2 separate regions of the Zea mays genome follow, and region 1 is linked to region 2. Evidence: chromatin contacts called from public Hi-C data. All regions are on one chromosome and are shown on one strand. The core of a region is the stretch at or near the end of the contact, and the rest is flanking DNA. Distances in the headings are between cores, read along the strand shown. Region 1 holds the start of LOC103653936 (transcription factor bHLH94). Region 2 holds the start of LOC100502445.

Region 1 (4,674 bases), core at 1,640-4,139, 370 kb after region 2:
TCTTTCCCTCTCTAATTCTTTTTTTTCACATCACTATTATAAATTTAACATGACATCTTTTTGTAAGCCATCCACGACAGCTCATTATACTTGCTCTCAACAATTTAGAGCAATTTACTGCATGATTGCATCGCATTCTCGCGTCCCCAGCCCGCGCGGCCGTCTAGTCGCCGCCGCCGGATCTGCGCCGCTACAGCTCACGCACAGAGGACCAAGGAGGCCGGCGGCGCGGGTGTCGAGAGAGCACGTGCCTCGTGCCGACTGGTGCGGGTGCCAAACCCAAGCAGGTGTGCAACTGTGCACCCTCTGACCCTATGGCCTCACCTTTTATATGCGTGCAAGCACAGCGTAGCGCCTCTCGGGTGGGCTTGAAAGGCAGGTGCAGCCCAGGCCCAGGTTAACTGCTCAGTATGTTTTCCGCGGTGGATGGAAGCCCAAACTTTTGTCGGATAAAGAAAAGGACAGGGAAATTACTAACTGACAAAAAATATGATTTTTTTCTGCAGGCAGATAAATCAATTTACCCATGTTTTACGTTGTTTCCTGCGTGTGTTTTAAAACCGACAGAAGAGTTAGTAATTTTCTGTCGGTCGTGCGTCTATCGACAAAATTTTTTTTAGTTTTCAGTAGCGTAATTTACTCCCAATCTATATAGTACCTCTTAGTTAGGTTAACCTTTGTTAGGATCACTACCTTTCCAAAAAAACATAGGAAAATGCTTATCTTGAGGTAGCTTTGCATGCCAAATTTACTGACGCCCCGTTTGGATCATTGGAATTGAATTTCATTCTAATAATAGTAATTTAGGCATATATCAATTAAGATAATTTGGTTTTATATAAAATATATTTGTATACTATTATTAGCAAGATGTCAGAGATATTTATGTGCTACATTTTTACTATAGAGGAGTGAGATGAAGAGTGATATGTAAGTTACAGCGTATAAACAAATTCTACTAATGCATAAAATCATTTCTCATCCTCCATCCAATAAATTTGAGATATGCTTATATCTGAACTTTGAAAAGTGGTGGAATGCCAAATTCCAAACTAAATAAGTTATTTTATTGAGTGAATTCCAATTCCTCTAAAATGAAGGGATCCAAACTCTCCGTGAGTGATTTTGACGCCACTATCAGTTAGTAGATATGACTATACGTCGAATGAACCATGAATGATCCACTTGTATTTAAAAACCAAACAATAGCGTCCCTAACAGTTTGCATCCCAACGAGCACAACTCCAGAAATCAACGTCAGATCATTTCAGTTAATAAGGAGATGAGACTTGAGAGGACGATATATAGGCTATTTTTTTATGAAGAGCCAAAATATATCCACACACTTTACTGTAATTCATGTATCTATGCTTACATGTATATATTTTTTTTCTCTCTACTGTCATGGTAGGTTATTTAGTTTTTATTTAAATGAGCTAGCAAGATAACTCTTGCTAAGAGTGTTTCGCTGTTTTACATTAATTAGTTTTTAGAGCTAGCATGGTTAATTTCCATACAATTCATACACCTAAGCTTCAAAAGTTAACTAACTGCACTGCACTTGCCGGTTCGACGGTTTGTTCGCTACCATGTTCGGTTATGATGCACGCAAGATTAGCTGAAAAGCTGCTCAGATTCCCGTAGGAGATTATACTAATCCGGCATACTGTCATTTGGGGCTGTGCACATCCCGTGGCTGTGCTAGCTGGACCTTTTTTGCCATGTGTGTTCGCATGTACCGTCTCGAATCCGTCGCATGCATCGTGAGTAAACGAAAAGGAGATTTCTTCAGTTTTTTACAGGGGAGGAGCATAGTTTTGCCAGAGAACATGTTGCACACAAGGCTACATAAAAATAGAAAAGGAGTTACACCAAGAGGCAAATTCTTCATGCTTTTCGGCCACGCACCCGACGTTTCCATAGATGAGCTTCTTCAGCTGTGTCGTGTCGATGATTGACCGCTCTAGGACTTACGTTACCCTCCTCGATCGAGTAGCACAATAGTAGTGTTATTTTTTTACTCATGTGAATATGCTGCTGCTTGTCTCGTTGCTACTCCCTCCAGGGCCTCCACTCCACTGTGAATCCATGTGTCCGTGGCACTTGCCGCTGTCTCCAACTGTGCATCCCGTGTGTGATGGACAGCTGGTCCTCCGATCCTCTTCACGGGCATATAGCCGGTCTGGTTCTCAGAGGCATCCGGAGAAACGAGCTCTTCTTGCGTTGTACTCCTACGTACGTACGTGCAGGCACCTCATTAACTCGGGTTCTAATTGTCCTACTCGTCATTAATACCAGCTGAGACAACAGCACCACCATATTCCATGCTACTCCGGAGTACCCTCCCAACTTTTCTGTCTGAGCTCTGCTACACACCGCGGCGCGGCGTAGGGCTTATTAGTACGTATACATAAAAAGAACGCAGCTTAATTTGGCCATATCTGATGCATCCACACTGTTCCTCGGCAGAATCCCTATATCCAGATATCCTCCCTCTATGCTTAGGCTATACTAGGGATGGCAACGGAATTCCCGGTCGGGTTTTACCTTCACATCCCTATTCCCGTAACAAAAAAAAATTCTCCACAGAAATCTCTAGAAATCTCCACAAATGTTCGCAGGAGACATTTCTTTCTCATCCTCGTTCTCCACTGGATAAATATCCGTCAGGAATCACTGTCTCCGCTTAAATTATATTTAGAACATATTTTGTATGTTATTAATGCAAAACACTATCACTTGTAGATGTGAAAAAATCATTATGTGAACATCAAAATAAACACTTTTGTATAATAAGTGATTTTTTAACAATGTAATTATTTATTTCTGCAATTAATTAATAAATGAAATTATAATCCCATATAAGTTTAATGGGTCTTCCTGAGAAACATATACTCGTGGGAAACAGATACGAGAATGCTTCCACGTTCTTTACCCGTAGAGGGGAAGAAACTTTTACATCAACATTTTTAATGGAAGAATTCTCTGGGAGTAATCGTGGATCAGATCCGTTACCATCTCTAGCCTACACCACTAGCTAGGGAGAGAGAAACATACGCGTGCCCCAACGCAGAAACCTCAGATACGCATCAGTTGCCAGCAGCAGCCGACGCAGCGCGGGGAAGAGCCATAAGTAGTAGACGGCGGGCGGCGCGGCGGAGTCACCCCGCAAGCAAACGATACCCAGAGTGTCGCAAAGAGCTTACGAGTTACCACACGAGAAGAAGACACGCACGCGCCGTCATGCCGGCTCTAGTGGGCGCGCCGCCCGGCGACGCCACCGTGCTCGTCTACGACACCTTCAACGCCGCCAGCTTCCTCTTGGACACTGCCGCGTTCTGCGACGGCGCCGGCATTATTGCCGTCGCCCCGGCGTCCGCGAACCAGCAGCAGCATGCGCCGCCGGAGCGGGAGGCGCCGACTAGGGCCAGGAAGCGGCGGCGGCGGGCGCGGAACTGCAAGTCCAGGGAGGAGGCCGAGACCCAGCGGATGACGCACATCGCCGTCGAGCGCAACCGCCGCCGCCAGATGAACGAGTACCTCGCCGCGCTCCGCTCCACCATGCCGGAGGCCTACGTCCAGAGGGTACGTACGCGGCGCGTAGGCGTAGGCGTAGCAAACGGACACCGTCTCTCGTGTCGAGCGTGTGCCTTTCTTCGTCAGTCCTCTCTACCTGTTCTTCTAGCTAGTGCTCGTCAGAGGAAGAAAGCGCGATGGTGGCGGGGAATGTTTCTTCTGCGTAAGAGCCCCCTTTTTTTCTAGGTCAAACGTGGCTATTTTACGCCTGGCATTCAGGTCCTAGCTTTAATCCTTTAATTCCCTTGACTGTTGGATTTCTTTGTTCAGTCTGCCGGGCACAAAACAAACCATGCATTACTAAGGATTGATTAATGTGTCCCCCTCCGTCATTAACTTCTACACTAGTTCTTGCAGAGGGTTAGCTCAATGCTCCTTGCATTAGTGACTAGTACTAGTGTAGTAGTTAATTAAATCGGCAAATAATGTCACTGCATGTCTGTCCATAGTCCAGATAATAAATCGGCAAATCCTGGCAAAACTAACGGTTTCGAAAACGTTCGCAGGGGGACCAAGCTTCCATCGTGGGAGGGGCAATCGTGTTCGTGAGGGAGCTGGAGCAGCAGCTGCAGTGCCTCGAGGCGCAGAAGCGGAAGCTGCTGCACGTTCCGGCGGCGGCGAAGCCTGACGCGACGCCAGCGCACGCCAGCAGCAGCAGCACCAAGATCCGCGTGGATTCCGCGGCGGCGTCGACGAGCAACTGCAGCAGCAGCAGCAGCGTGACGGAGGACGCGGCGGGCCACGCGCGGCCGGCCCCGTTCGCGCGGTTCTTCACGTACCCGCAGTACCTGTGGTGCCACTCGGCGCGCGGTGCTGCTGCGGCGGCGGCAGCGGAGGAGGAGGAGGACGGCCGGCGGTTGGGGGTGGCCGACGTCGAGGTGGCCTTGGTGGAGGCGCACGGTAGCATCCGCGTGATGACGGCGCGGAGGCCCGGGCAGCTCGTCTGCCTGGTCACCGCGCTCCAGGCGCTCCGCCTCGCCGTGCTCCACCTCAGCGTCACCACGCTGGACGCCCTTGTCCTCTACTCCATCAGCGTCAAGGTGCGCGCGTTCGCTGCTGCTCTAATAAGTTTTTCCCAATGAAAAATTAAGCTTTGAA
Region 2 (4,735 bases), core at 1,626-4,125:
CGCTCCTGGTCCATCGGCACGAATTTGCATGACCTTCACCTTCGTTATCGACCACCGTACCTGTGCTCCACACCCACATACCACAATCCGACCGACATGATTGCACAACACATAATCTCACGCTTTGGTCAGTCCATGACTCGACCTGAGACACTATCCATTGACAATCATTTATCATTAACCTAAACCATAAGGGACAAGTCAATCTTGTGTTCACAATATCCATCCCATGCCTCATGGTGCGGCTGGTAGTGTTTAGTTCACTACTAACACATCTCAAGTCTTATTTGAGCTCTCTCCTGAGAGTGTGTGATTAATTAGTACATAGCAAAAGAGAGCAAGTCAAACATTGGGCTTTTGTTGGGCTTCATTATTTTTTGTTGTGCTTTTGTTACTCTTGAATATGAAGCCTCTTAGAGCAAGTATAATAAGGTGGTGTAGGTGGGCTACAGGATATGCCACATCACATTTGTGGTGATGTGGAAGAAAGAGAAATGGAGAGACTAGAAACGGGCTGTTCACTAGCATGACAACATCATAAAGCCCGATGTGGGCTATATTATTAAACTTGCTCTTAGACGACTAGATGTATCAGCGAGATCCCATACTTGTGGTGAGACATGGGAAAATTTGTATTCTCCAAAATATCTTAGTGAACCCTCAAGTTCAGCCTTGATGTCGGACTTGGGAAGTGGATATAGTAGAAAGAGACCAAAAGCTTTTATGGCTTCCTCAATAATATGGACGTAGACAAGCTTGGTGGCAAGCTAAACCATTTGTTAACTTTTGTATCTTGTCCTTTATGTTTTGAATTGCAATATTTTCTTTTTACACGATCTAATTAGCTGTGTGTATCTGTGAGTGTAGATACTCTGTGGACTTGAACATCTTCAAGTTTGGGCTAAGTTTGATTTTTATAGTGTTGTTAAGCTCTATGTGTTGGCCAATAGTTTTACGACGTCACATAAAAATGGTGTAACACGACATCACCATAGAATTCTGTGAAAGTGTCGCAGTTTGTTAGACCTCTATAAATTTTATTTAATGTTAATTTTTTAAAACACTTATTAAGATATCTTCAACACTTTACTCATCCTATCTTAATCTCCTATTTTAAACGTCACTCTATGAACAATACAGTTTACAGTGCAAAACAGAGTTTTGAGTGATCATATAGGCAAACCGCGGACAGGGTCTTAGGATTCTTTCAAGAATACGCTATGAGGCTGACATACAAGTTTTAGGATTAATTTGGTAACCATTGAATAAGGAGATTTCTCACCAACAGATCACCTCTATTTTTCTGGCCACCAAACCAGCCTTGAAGAGATGCCCTCTCCCATGAAGGACGATGATCGAAGCTGAAGCCCACCACCAGAGCTGAACGGTGTGGACACCGGACCTTCTTTACGGCTGCTGCTCCCGGCCGTCGTCGTAGTCGCTTGTGGATCGAAACTGACGTCTCGCTCATTGGGAGGGCGGCGTCCGGCGAAGTCAGAGCTTGTGGATACGCAACCGGCGCCGTCGTGTACGCGACCGACGTGCGGTCAGGAGCTGCGAGCATCCATCCAACGGAGAAAAAAAAATCACGCAACCATGTATACTGTATGTACAAAGCACCGGCGCCGCTAGCCTGGCCATCTCTGGCTTTGCGGAATCGCATTCCCGTGCCCGACGACAACAAGCGCAGCATCCTGTTCCGGTTTCACGTTATTTTCTTGGCCTCGCGGTCGCGGCGCGCTTTGGCTGCAGAAAAAAGACCAGCGTCTCCCGCCGCACCCGCAGTCCTGCACCGTAGAGATCGGATTGTACAGGCATGTAGCATTAGGCTATTCAGCGGCTCTCGTATCTTATTCCCTACCATCTATTTTATCTACACTGTATAATACTCCCTCCGTTTATTTTTATTTGTCGTTGAATAGTTCAATTTTGCACTGTCCAGCGACAACTAAAATGAAACGGAGTGAGTAGTGTTTTGTACAACCATATATAGAGGTGCCCAAACGGGCGGCCCGGCCCGGGCCCGTCAGGCCCGACGGTTAATCGGGCCGTGCCCGGCCGGCCCCGTGCCGTAGCCGTGGCCCAGGCACGGCGTGCCGGGCCAGGCCGTTTAACTGGTCACGTTCTCCCGCCTAACTGAAGGACACTAACCAATATAACTCGTGAGCATTTGTTGTAAATAGCTAATATAAAATGTAAATATATATACTATGTTTTATAAAATAAAAAATATATAATCGTGCCGGCCAGGCCGGCACTGCGGGCCAAGACAGCGGCCCAAGCACGTCACGGTTCTCGTGCCGGGCCGGGCCCGGCACTATTAAACGGGTCGTGTTTCAGGCCGGTCCGTTAGGCACGGCTCATTTGGCCATCTATAACCATATATCATATTCATCGACGACCTTGGGCTAAGGCAGACCGACGGCCGCCCTAGGCCCCAGATCTATAGAGGCTTAATGCTAAATATAAATTCAGTAGTTAGACTATCAATGTATGATATAATAGTTTAGCAACAAAATACTAAAGAATTTATGGCTACGATGTTTTCATAATCCGATCTTATCTAAACATGTTAGAAGGAAATTTTAAAGTAATATTATAATATGTATCTTTTTATTTACTTATTGCTTGATATAGATATTTTTGATCTATCTTAAGTGTTTATATTGATAATATTTATGTATATAAAGAATTAGAATAGTCCTATTTTAAATTTTGTCCTGAACCCCTAAAATCCCAGGACCGCCACCTATCATATACATACATGATCTTCTAAATACCCGATCAGAGCGCTAAGCAGCAGAATCGTGTGACAACGCTAGCAGCTCTCCTCCAACACATCATCGACAAGCACCTTTTTTCGGTGTTTTTTTTTTGGAGAAGGCCGGAGTCGGGTTTGGATGGTCAACTCCGGCATACTGCCGAAAACAAACCAATCCGTCACCGTCAAGGCCCCGCACCGCTGGCCGCACGCAGGAAAAATAAGTTGCGACCGCGAGCGGGCGAATCAGAAAGGGCGTCCGGCCTTGGTCAGACACGACAGCGACGCGGAAAGGCTGCGCCCGCGGTGCCATCTACAAGGGTCCACGTCCATCCAAAAAGAGCGGTGCCCTGGACTTCTCCCTCGTGTTCCTACTTCCTACGCGAAGGAAGCCAGGCAGGTGCGCAGCTTTTCCAACCTTCCACCCCCCCCGTGCGGCGCTCCCACGCTGAGTCGCTGACCGCTCGCGCCTCTCTTCGCCTCCTCCTCACTCGCCGCGTCCTCCGCAGCACAGCCCACTCGCATCGGATCGCGCGCGGGGAGCGGCATGGCCGGCGACGACGGCAGCGGCGGGAGCGGAGGCGGCAACAGGGAGGACGAGGTCCACGTGCAGATCGCAGGTCAGTGTCAGTCCTCCGCTCGTTCTCTCTCTCTCCGACGGACAGTGTGAACTATGTCGGGTCGTCGTTGAGGATGCGATGAGAGGAGCGCGGGAAGGACTGTCGTAGATTGGATTTGCTCTGCAGTGCGTGGGTAGCCCCGAGTCCCCGACACATGTTCTTTTTTCTCGGGTTATGTCAGCGGCGGTACGTCGTTGGAACGCTCAAGCGCGAGAGGTGTTCGATGAATTACCTTCTGGTGTGTGGCGTACCGGTGGGTCAGTGGGTTTTTGGTTCGTGTACGGGATTGGGGTTGGGGTCATCTCCCTTCTTCAGTGCGCGCGCTCACGAGTCACGGCTGTCTTGTGATTGCTGCATCTGTGCCATGTGCTCGTGCGTGCGTTTTCAGTTACTGGCCATTGACACTGAGTGAATGTTCGGTTGGTCGTCCGATAGGGTTGGTTCAGCTGTTAATTACGACTCCAAGTATCTGAAACATTTCATGAGGATGTGTAGGGAACCTTACTTTATGCACTTCAATGGCCAGGCCAGGCCTGTATTATCTTTTTCTTGTTTGGGAATAATGATGTGAGCTTTAGGGGAGCAGCGCTGCTTCTTCTTTTTTTTTTCTCCAGAAAAAGTCATAGATATACCGTGGACAATTTCTTGTGTGCGGTAATTTTAGAGCACTGTGGGTTTGTGCCCTGTTCGTCAGGAAAAGTACCCAAGCTGGATTTCACTTGGTCTAAGAAACCAGCGTTTCAGTTTGGGGGTCTCCTGTTACCCTGAGTGCTTAGCATTTATAGTTCCGGATGACCTGTTCATAATGCCTTCTGTATGTTGTTTGCAGGATCATCCAAACCTGAAACCTCATCTACCAACGAAACAGCTCCTCAAAACTCTCATACCAAGCATTGGCATTGGTGGCTGATGGTAACTCTGAACATTTTCTTCCTCGTTGCTGGTCAGACAGCATCGACACTCCTTGGCAGGTTCTACTACAACCAAGGTGGAAATAGCAAGTGGATGTCCACATTTGTCCAAACCGCTGGCTTTCCAGTGCTGTTCGTCGCCCTATATCTGTTCCGTTCAAAATCGCCTTCTACACAAACAACCACCAGTAACCCTGAGACTTCTGTCACCAAAATTACTCTTATATATGTTGTCTTGGGCCTCATCATTGCTGCCGATGACTTGATGTATTCCTATGGCCTGTTGTACCTTCCTGTATCAACATATTCGCTCATTTGCGCTAGTCAGCTGGCCTTCAATGCTGTCTTCTCATATGTCCTAAATGCTCAAAAGTTCACCCCATTCATTTTCAACTCAGTAATTCTCCTTACCTTTTCCGCTGCGCTTCTTGGAGTTGACGAAG

What was found. A called contact is a pair of places that touch in the nucleus more often than the background predicts.
Region 1: a contact with region 2 is called in a Hi-C map of tassel, with 3 times the contacts expected there. The contact joins the promoter of LOC103653936 here to the promoter of LOC100502445 in region 2. A contact is called at or near these places in 2 of 25 Hi-C or Micro-C datasets (ear and tassel).

Annotation. Positions count from the first base shown.
Region 1 is chr4:162,731,220-162,735,893 of Zm-B73-REFERENCE-NAM-5.0, forward strand. LOC103653936 (transcription factor bHLH94) reads left to right here and starts at 2,890. Exons shown (of 3, transcript XM_008680746.4): 1 at 2,890-3,585; 2 at 4,083-4,616. The coding sequence starts at 3,244.
Region 2 is chr4:162,357,966-162,362,700 of Zm-B73-REFERENCE-NAM-5.0, forward strand. It overlaps LOC100502445, which reads left to right and starts at 2,876. Exons shown (of 3, transcript NM_001196923.2): 1 at 2,876-3,161; 2 at 3,276-3,381; 3 at 4,211-4,735. The coding sequence starts at 2,901.